Regions from separate parts of the Cricetulus griseus genome. Here region 1 is linked to region 2. A link is a contact called in public Micro-C data. All regions are on one chromosome and are shown on one strand. Each heading gives the region's core, a stretch centred on a gene start, on an enhancer-like site or on the middle of the called end of the contact. The rest is flanking DNA. Distances are from core to core; before and after follow the strand shown.

Region 1 (3,804 bases), core at 1,080-3,579, 66 kb before region 2:
GCATGAGCTTTTAATCCCAGCACTCCAGAGGCAGAGGCAGGAAAATCTGTGAGTTCCAGACCAGCCTGGTCTGCATAGCAACTTCCAGGACAGCCGAAACTACATAATGAGACCCTGTCTCAAAAAAGGAAAAACAAAAACAAACAACAACAACAAAAAAGCAGCAGCAGCCCAGAGGTCAGGAAACAACTCAGAGTCTATGCTTGGTATATATGTAGCCTGGGGAATACAATCAACACGGGGGAGGGGAGGGACGACAAGCAAATGAGATAGGTAATGCCCAAATCAAGTCTTTTCAAGGTAAGAAGGTGGCAAAATGGTAGCAAAGGAAATCCATTTTGAAATCAGTCTTGGAGTCAAATCCCCAAACCTCAATATCCTGTCTATAAAAGCAGAGCAACTTATAAGCAGCATGTTTCAAAACTGAATTAAATAAAGATACATATAACCTTGCCACCTGCATTTAATCCCAGCACTTGGGAGGCCAAAGCAGGTGGATCTCTGAATTCCAGGCTAGTATAGTCTACTGAGCAAGTTTCAGGATAGCCAAGGCTACATAAAACCTGTAAAAACCAGGGTTCTGAAACCCTGTCTCAAATAAACAAACAAATAAATAAATTAGTGTGCTTGGAAATAAATAAGGTTTTTCTTTTCCTTTTTTTTTTTTTTTAATGCAGGGATAACCTGAGGCTGTCCGGGTGATTCACACACTCCTAGTGATAGACAATAAATGCTTCTACCGGAAATAGTGCATTTTCTGGCAGAAGTCACTATTGTGCACACTTCCTAACACATAGCACACACTCGAAAATATTTGTGGAATGAATAAATACCCAAATGACACCTGTTGCTCTCTATACAAATCTTTAACTTGCTGGGTGCGGTGGCACACACCTTTAACCCCAGCACTCGGGAGACAGAAGCAGGCAGATCTCTGTGAGTTCAAGGATAACCTGGTCTACATAGTGAGTTCCAGGACAGCCAGCGCTACACAGAGACCTTGCCTCAAAACAAAACAAGAAAACGAAACAAACACCTTGATTTAAGCTGGAAGGTATCTTAAAAACTACTAACTAAGCTCTTAACCAAGCACACCTTCAAATGCTCGATTATGTTAAATGGGAAAACATCTCCAATCTTTCGAGAAATGCTGAACCAGCGGAAAAAAACGTCGAAGCCAAGTTTCAACATTCCTGTGAAGATACACCCACTGCTGCACTGATCCGAAGCGCCAGGGGCGGACAGACCCGGCTTCTCTTCTCCCCTGGCCTAAGTGACTCCTCACACATCAGCTTTTGAACCCAACACCGCACAGGCACGGACACATGGTCACCAAAGACACATGGAGGATTGCCGTCGAACCCAACTTTCTAAAATTACTATATTAATCAAGAACCTAGCAGAAGAGTCTCTACTTGAGATCATTTTGTTGTTGTTCCTGTAACTTTTGGAGGCAATCAAATACTCCCAAATCATTCCGATCGGTAATCCCCCCTTCTCCTCGCAGGCTTGGGGGCTATCTTACAAATCACACCCTTCTTCCCTTCCCTCCCCCGGGACCAACATACTCCGAGATCCTCCCCCAATGCGCAGATCATTGGGTGGGTCTCGGGAAAGAGCGGATGCTTGCTGAGTTTAGGGGAGCTCTGCTGAGATCCCCAGGAAACCCAACTGCCTCAGGCTCAAGGAGTAAAACTGGAAGAAAGAAAAAGGAAAATAAAGAAGAAAAAACCAGGCTCGCCCACCGAGGCGGAAGGCGCACAGCGGCGGGGGATTTCGGCTCAGCGCCCAGTGGGTCCCAGAGGACACATGGTTGCTTGCTCCCCGCTATCTGGGGGCCTCCTCCGGCTCTTCCTCCCGAGCCAGGCACGCCGCCCGAGCCCCTCCTTCATCAGACAGAGCACAGGAACTTTAAAATGGTCCCTGGGGCGCGAGGACTAGAGAGAGTGGCCCGGGGTAGAGGGTGGGGCGGCCTGAACGACGCGCACACCGCGGGGCAGACAGACACCCGGCAAAGGCGGAGGGAGAAATGGAACGCGGCCCCTTTAAGAGGCCTTCACGGCGCTCCGGGACCGGGAGCCTCTCTTCTACCTCCGGCCCGGTGTGTGGGACCCTTCCTAGGGGAAAACTATCCCCAGACCCGCTCCCCGGAGGCTTCCCTCACGCCAGGTCCGCCCGGCCCTGCCACGGGGCGGCAGCTCCTCCTTACCCCGCTGTCTGCCGCCTCCTCCCAGCTCTCAGCGACCTCCTCATCTTCCATCTTACTCGCCGCTTTCCCTCCTCCCCCAACCCCTCCCCGCGCCTGCGCCTTGAAGCGCGCCTCGGTCGCGGGCGGAGGCACGCAGGGCTTTCCTCAATGGACCACGCCCCCTCTCCCAGCCCGGAAGGGGCTCCCCGCCAAGCCATGAGCGAACCTGGTCCGCCATCATGGAAGAGGGCAGCGAAGGGCGAGGACGCCCATCTTTGTTGAGGTCACGGCTTTTCCCTCGTTTACGGGAAGAGTTCGAGAACTGTGTCCTTTGGAACCATCTTCTCTAAGATGAGGCAATCATTGAAAAAGCTTTTTTTTCCTCCAAAATTTGAATCTCAAAGGAAAAAAGTGAGCCTAAGTTTTTCTTTTTCGCCGGGCGTTGGTGGCGCACGCCTTTAATCCCAGCACTCGGGAGGCAGAGGCAGGCCGATCTCTGTGAGTTCGAGGCCAGCCTGGTCTCCAGAGAGAGTGCCAGGACAGGCTCCAAAGCCACAGAGGAATCCTGTCTCTAAAAACAAAACAAAAAAACAACAAAAAAAAGGTTTTCTTTTTCTTCTTATTTGAGCCTACGTTTTTCTAAGTTACAGGGTATAAAACGTGGTTGTGTGTTTTGTTCTACAACCTTCTGAAAACACTTATACACAAAACATGGTGTTAGCCGGGCGGTGGTGGTACATGTCTTTAATTAATCCTAGCACTTAGGAGACATAGACAACAGAACTCTCCGAGTTTGAGGCCAGCCTGGTCTCAGGACAGCCAGGACTACACAGAGAAACCTTGTCTTGAAAATCCAAAATAGGCCGGGCGTTGGTGGCGCACGCCTTTTAATCCCAGCACTCGGGAGGCAGAGTCAGGTGGATCTCTGTGAGTTTGAGGCCAGCCTGGTCTCCAGAGTGAGTGCCAGGATACGCTCCAAAGCTACACAGAGAAACGAAACCCTGTCTCGAAAAAAAAAAAAAAAAAGAAAGAAAGAAAAAAGAAAAAGGAAATCCAAATTAAACAAATACATAAATAAAGCATTGTATTGTGTCTGAATAATCACGGCAGACCTGGCCGCGCCCCTTGGGATCCTGTCTGTGTGTCTGCACATGGCAAGCAGCCCTGGCTCTGAATGCAGGTGCAGAGGTCTCTTTAAGAGGTAAACCCTGGCAGGGTGGTGGTGGCGCACACTTTTAGTCCCAGTACTCAGGAGGCAGAGGCAGGCAGATTTCTGTGAGTTCGAGATCAGCCTGCTCTACAAGAGCTAGTTCCAGGACAGCCTCCAAAGCTATAGAGAAACCCTGTCTCGAAAAACCAAAACAAAAATCAAAGAGGCAAACCCCACCCACTTTTTCTCTTCTCTCTTTTCTGCCTTTTCTCTGAGGAGGCAGCTGTCTGTCTTGCTGTCTCTTTCTCTCTCTTATCTCTTCCCTTCCCTTATTCCCTTCTCTTCACCCAATAAACTTTCCACAGAAGTTCTGTCCATAGGTCTGTCTGTCTCCGCTAAAGGTCTGATCTCTCACCAAATTATTACAGTCTCTATTTGATAGGGTGAAATTTTTGCAATATGTTTT
Region 2 (3,280 bases), core at 360-2,859:
GGCAGGGTCTCTCTGTGATCTGTGATCTGTCTGCTTGGGATCAAAGGTATGTGCCACCACGCCCAGCACTGCTGCCTTCTTGAGTTGGATATAGCAGTTGGTTGCTGATAAAAGATAAAACTGAAGCTTTTGAGCCGGGTGGTGGTGGCACACTTGGGGGGCAGAGGCAGGTGGATCTCTGTGAGCTCCAGGACAGCCAAGACTGTCACACAGAGAAACCCTGTCTCAAAACAACAAGGAAAACCTTGAAGCTTTTATGAATCACTGAGAAATACTCTTTTTACCATGATCAGTGAGTGGAATTTTTGTTTTTGGTTTTTTTTTTTTTTTAAGCTTCTGCACAATGATAGATGCCTTCAGAACCATTTTTTTCTCTCTTGTGGCTTTTGTTTTTGGAAGGTGGTCACTTGACCAGCTGCCTCCTGCCTGTACTTTGGGTCCAGTGCGTTGCTGCACATTCAACTCAGCTGAGATCTTATGAAAGGTTGAAAGGTTTCTGGATGGTTGGGTGCTAAGTGTGCACTGACGCCTTTATAATGTAATGTAAATGCTCTCTCTCTCTCTCTCTCCCTCTCCCTCCCTCCCTCCCTCCCTCCCTCTCTCTCTCTCTCTCTCTCCCCCTCCCTCTCTCTGTGTGTGTGTGTGTGTGTGTGTGTGTGTGTGTGTGTGTGTGTGTGTGTGTGTGTGTGTGTGTGTGTGTGTGTGTGTGTGTGTGTGTAGTCCTGGCTGTCCTGGAACTCACTTTGTAGACCAGGCTGGCCTTGAAAGAACTCTAGCCTCTGCCCTCCACAACCTCCTGCTAGGATTAAAGGTGTACGCCACCACTCCTGCCATGTGCCTGGTTTCTGTCATTTCTGAAGATCAGCGGTGTTTCTGTTTCATAGGAAAGAAAACCAAAAGTAGAGAAAATAAAGTTTCTTGTTTAAGCTGCAAAACTAGGGTTCAGCCATGGTGTTTTTCTTCTGAAGTCCCTGGGCTCTGAGGAAAGCATCAGAAGCCTCCAGCCCAGACAGGCTGTATGTGTGAAGTGGTGAAAGTTTCCCTACTGGACACAGGCACCAGAAACTCCAGCCACCACTGTGCTCCCTGGAGCCCCCACCTTGCTTATGACTGTGTTCTTATCTCACAGGAGCAATGAAGTCTGGGTCCTTGACCTGGAGCAGTGGGCGTGGTCCAAGCCGAACATCTCTGGCCCCAGTCCTCACCCCCGAGGTGGCCAGTCTCAGGTGCTAAAGAGTTTAACTATTGAGCAAGCACTGTAATATCTTTATGAGAGTGAGGTGAGGTGCCCTGTGCAACAAGCCAAAGAGAGTTTCTTTCGGTTTTTGTTGTTTTGGGGTTTTTTGTTTTGTTTTGTTTTGGTGCTGCTTGTTCTCAGCTTCTATTGCTGTATTGCTTATAGTGGCCTTAGTGGGGTTTTATTTCTTAAGTGAATTCTTCATTTTCTGTGGTTAGCACTCTTGTGTTCATATTTTTTCAAGTTAGAATATACTGTTCAAGAGTCGTCCGTTTAAAGGGCTAGAACTGATGTGGGTTGGGTAGAGTGGGCAGCTGGAGCACTCACTTGGGAGCTGAGCATGCCACTTGTGTGTGTCACTGAATCATGAGTCAGATGCCTGTGTCTTTGTAGGTTTATTTAAATTTCTTCATCTTCCCAGATTGTTATAGATGATGCAACTATCCTAATCCTTGGCGGTTGTGGTGGTCCCAATGCTGTGAGTATTGCAGTGACAATCTGCCTCGACTGCTAAGTTCTGGAACATGCTTGCCCTGCTTGTTTAGTAAGACAGAGTCTTCTTTGGACTTGCTCACTCAGAGGACACCCATATGCTTTGAGTAGATAGCTTTTGTATTGTCTGCCCCTTTCTCTGTTCTTTTTCGGGGAGGGGGAAGTGGAGTGAGAGGTACTTTTAATCAGAAACATTGGTCTCTTAAACATTCATCCCTCCATTCTTTCTAGCTCTGTTTCCTCTTTAAGCTAAAAGGTTTGCCAGTAAAGCGGCCAGTGGGGTAGAAACAAGTGGATAACAGAAGTCCACATGGAATTTACTTAAGAATGTAGACTGAGAAAGTTAATGTATATGTCATCTCTCTCTCTCTCTCTCTCTCTCTCTCTCTCTCTCTCTCTCTCTCACACACACACACACACACACACACACACACACACACACACACACACACCAGCTACAGTTGGCTACAGTTGGTGTGTGGTCACAAGAACAGTTCTGTGTGCCAGGATAGTCAGTGGCCATGTATGAGAGAATTGAGGCAGGAGGCAGACAAAGCTGCTTGTGAACAGCGGCGGACTTAGATGTTCTCTCATTGGTCCTTCTCCTGCAGCTGTTCAAAGACGCCTGGCTGCTACATATGCACCCAGGTCCCTGGGCCTGGCAGCCACTCAAGGTAGAAAACGAAGACCACGGTGCCCCAGAACTGTGGTGCCATCCAGCCTGCCGGGTAAGTGGGGAATAAGCAGCCAGCAGGAAATGCCCTAACCTGGAAAAAGGAATTAACTTGTTAAGCTTACAGAAGTAGAAAACAGTTTGGTGTCATGTGCTCTTTTAGTATTTCCCACGTGCATGAGCTGCTTGGTAGGAGGACATAGGTGTACATTGTTTTACTTGTAGCCTTAAAGATCCATTTGTCTAAAGAATGTTACCCAAGTCCTTCCAGCAGATGCCACTGTTCTGCACTCATTCTTGTCAGTACCACTGTTCATTCTGTCTCCACAGCCCAGGCCTGCAAAGCCCTGGCCTTTCCAGTGCTAGCTTGATAGGCAAGGCTATGAGCACAAGTCCTTTGTCTTCCAGGTGGGACAGTGTGTGGTGGTCTTCAGCCAGGCTCCTAGTGGGCGAGCGCCACTCAGCCCCAGTTTGAACTCTCGCCCATCACCTATCAGTGCCACTCCTCCAGCCCTGGTTCCTGAGACCCGAGAATACCGATCCCAGTCTCCTGTGAGGAGTATGGATGAAGCTCCTTGTGTTAATGGCCGCTGGGGAACACTGAGGCCCAGGGCTCAAAGGCAGACTCCCTCAGGTTCCCGAGAAGGGAGCCTCTCCCCAGCCAGAGGAGATGGCTCTCCTATCCTCAATGGTGGAACCTTGTCTCCAGGGACAGCAGCTGTTGGGGGTGCTTCCTTGGACAGCCCTGTGCAGGTGGTATCTCCAAGCACCCCATCTGCCTCCGAAGGATATGACCTAAAAATGGGACTTTCCCTAGCTCCCCGCAGAGGCTCTCTCCCAGATCAGAAGGACCTGAGGCTAAGCTCCATTGACCTGAA

What was found. A called contact is a pair of places that touch in the nucleus more often than the background predicts.
Region 1: a Micro-C map of the CHO-K1 cell line shows a contact between it and region 2, with 4 times the contacts expected there. The contact joins the promoter of Szrd1 here to the enhancer-like site in region 2. A contact is called at or near these places in 6 of 8 Hi-C or Micro-C datasets (the CHL-YN cell line, the CHO-K1 cell line, the CHO-S cell line and 2 more).

The regions. Positions count from the first base shown.
Region 1 is chr2:12,109,533-12,113,336 of CriGri-PICRH-1.0, reverse strand. Szrd1 (SUZ domain-containing protein 1) reads right to left here and starts at 2,329. Exons shown (of 4, transcript XM_027399906.2): 1 at 2,210-2,329. The coding sequence starts at 2,260.
Region 2 is chr2:12,043,765-12,047,044 of CriGri-PICRH-1.0, reverse strand. It overlaps Fbxo42 (F-box only protein 42), which reads left to right. Exons shown (of 10, transcript XM_027399907.2): 7 at 1,130-1,226; 8 at 1,659-1,715; 9 at 2,341-2,457; 10 at 2,811-3,280. Among named protein-coding and RNA genes, the nearest start is that of Cplane2, 14 kb to the right of the region's middle. Within about 2 kb of position 1,609, at least 2 of the 6 cell types and tissues checked have open chromatin away from gene starts, as enhancers often do. A contact at or near this core is called in the CHO-K1 cell line and fibroblasts, where this site is marked.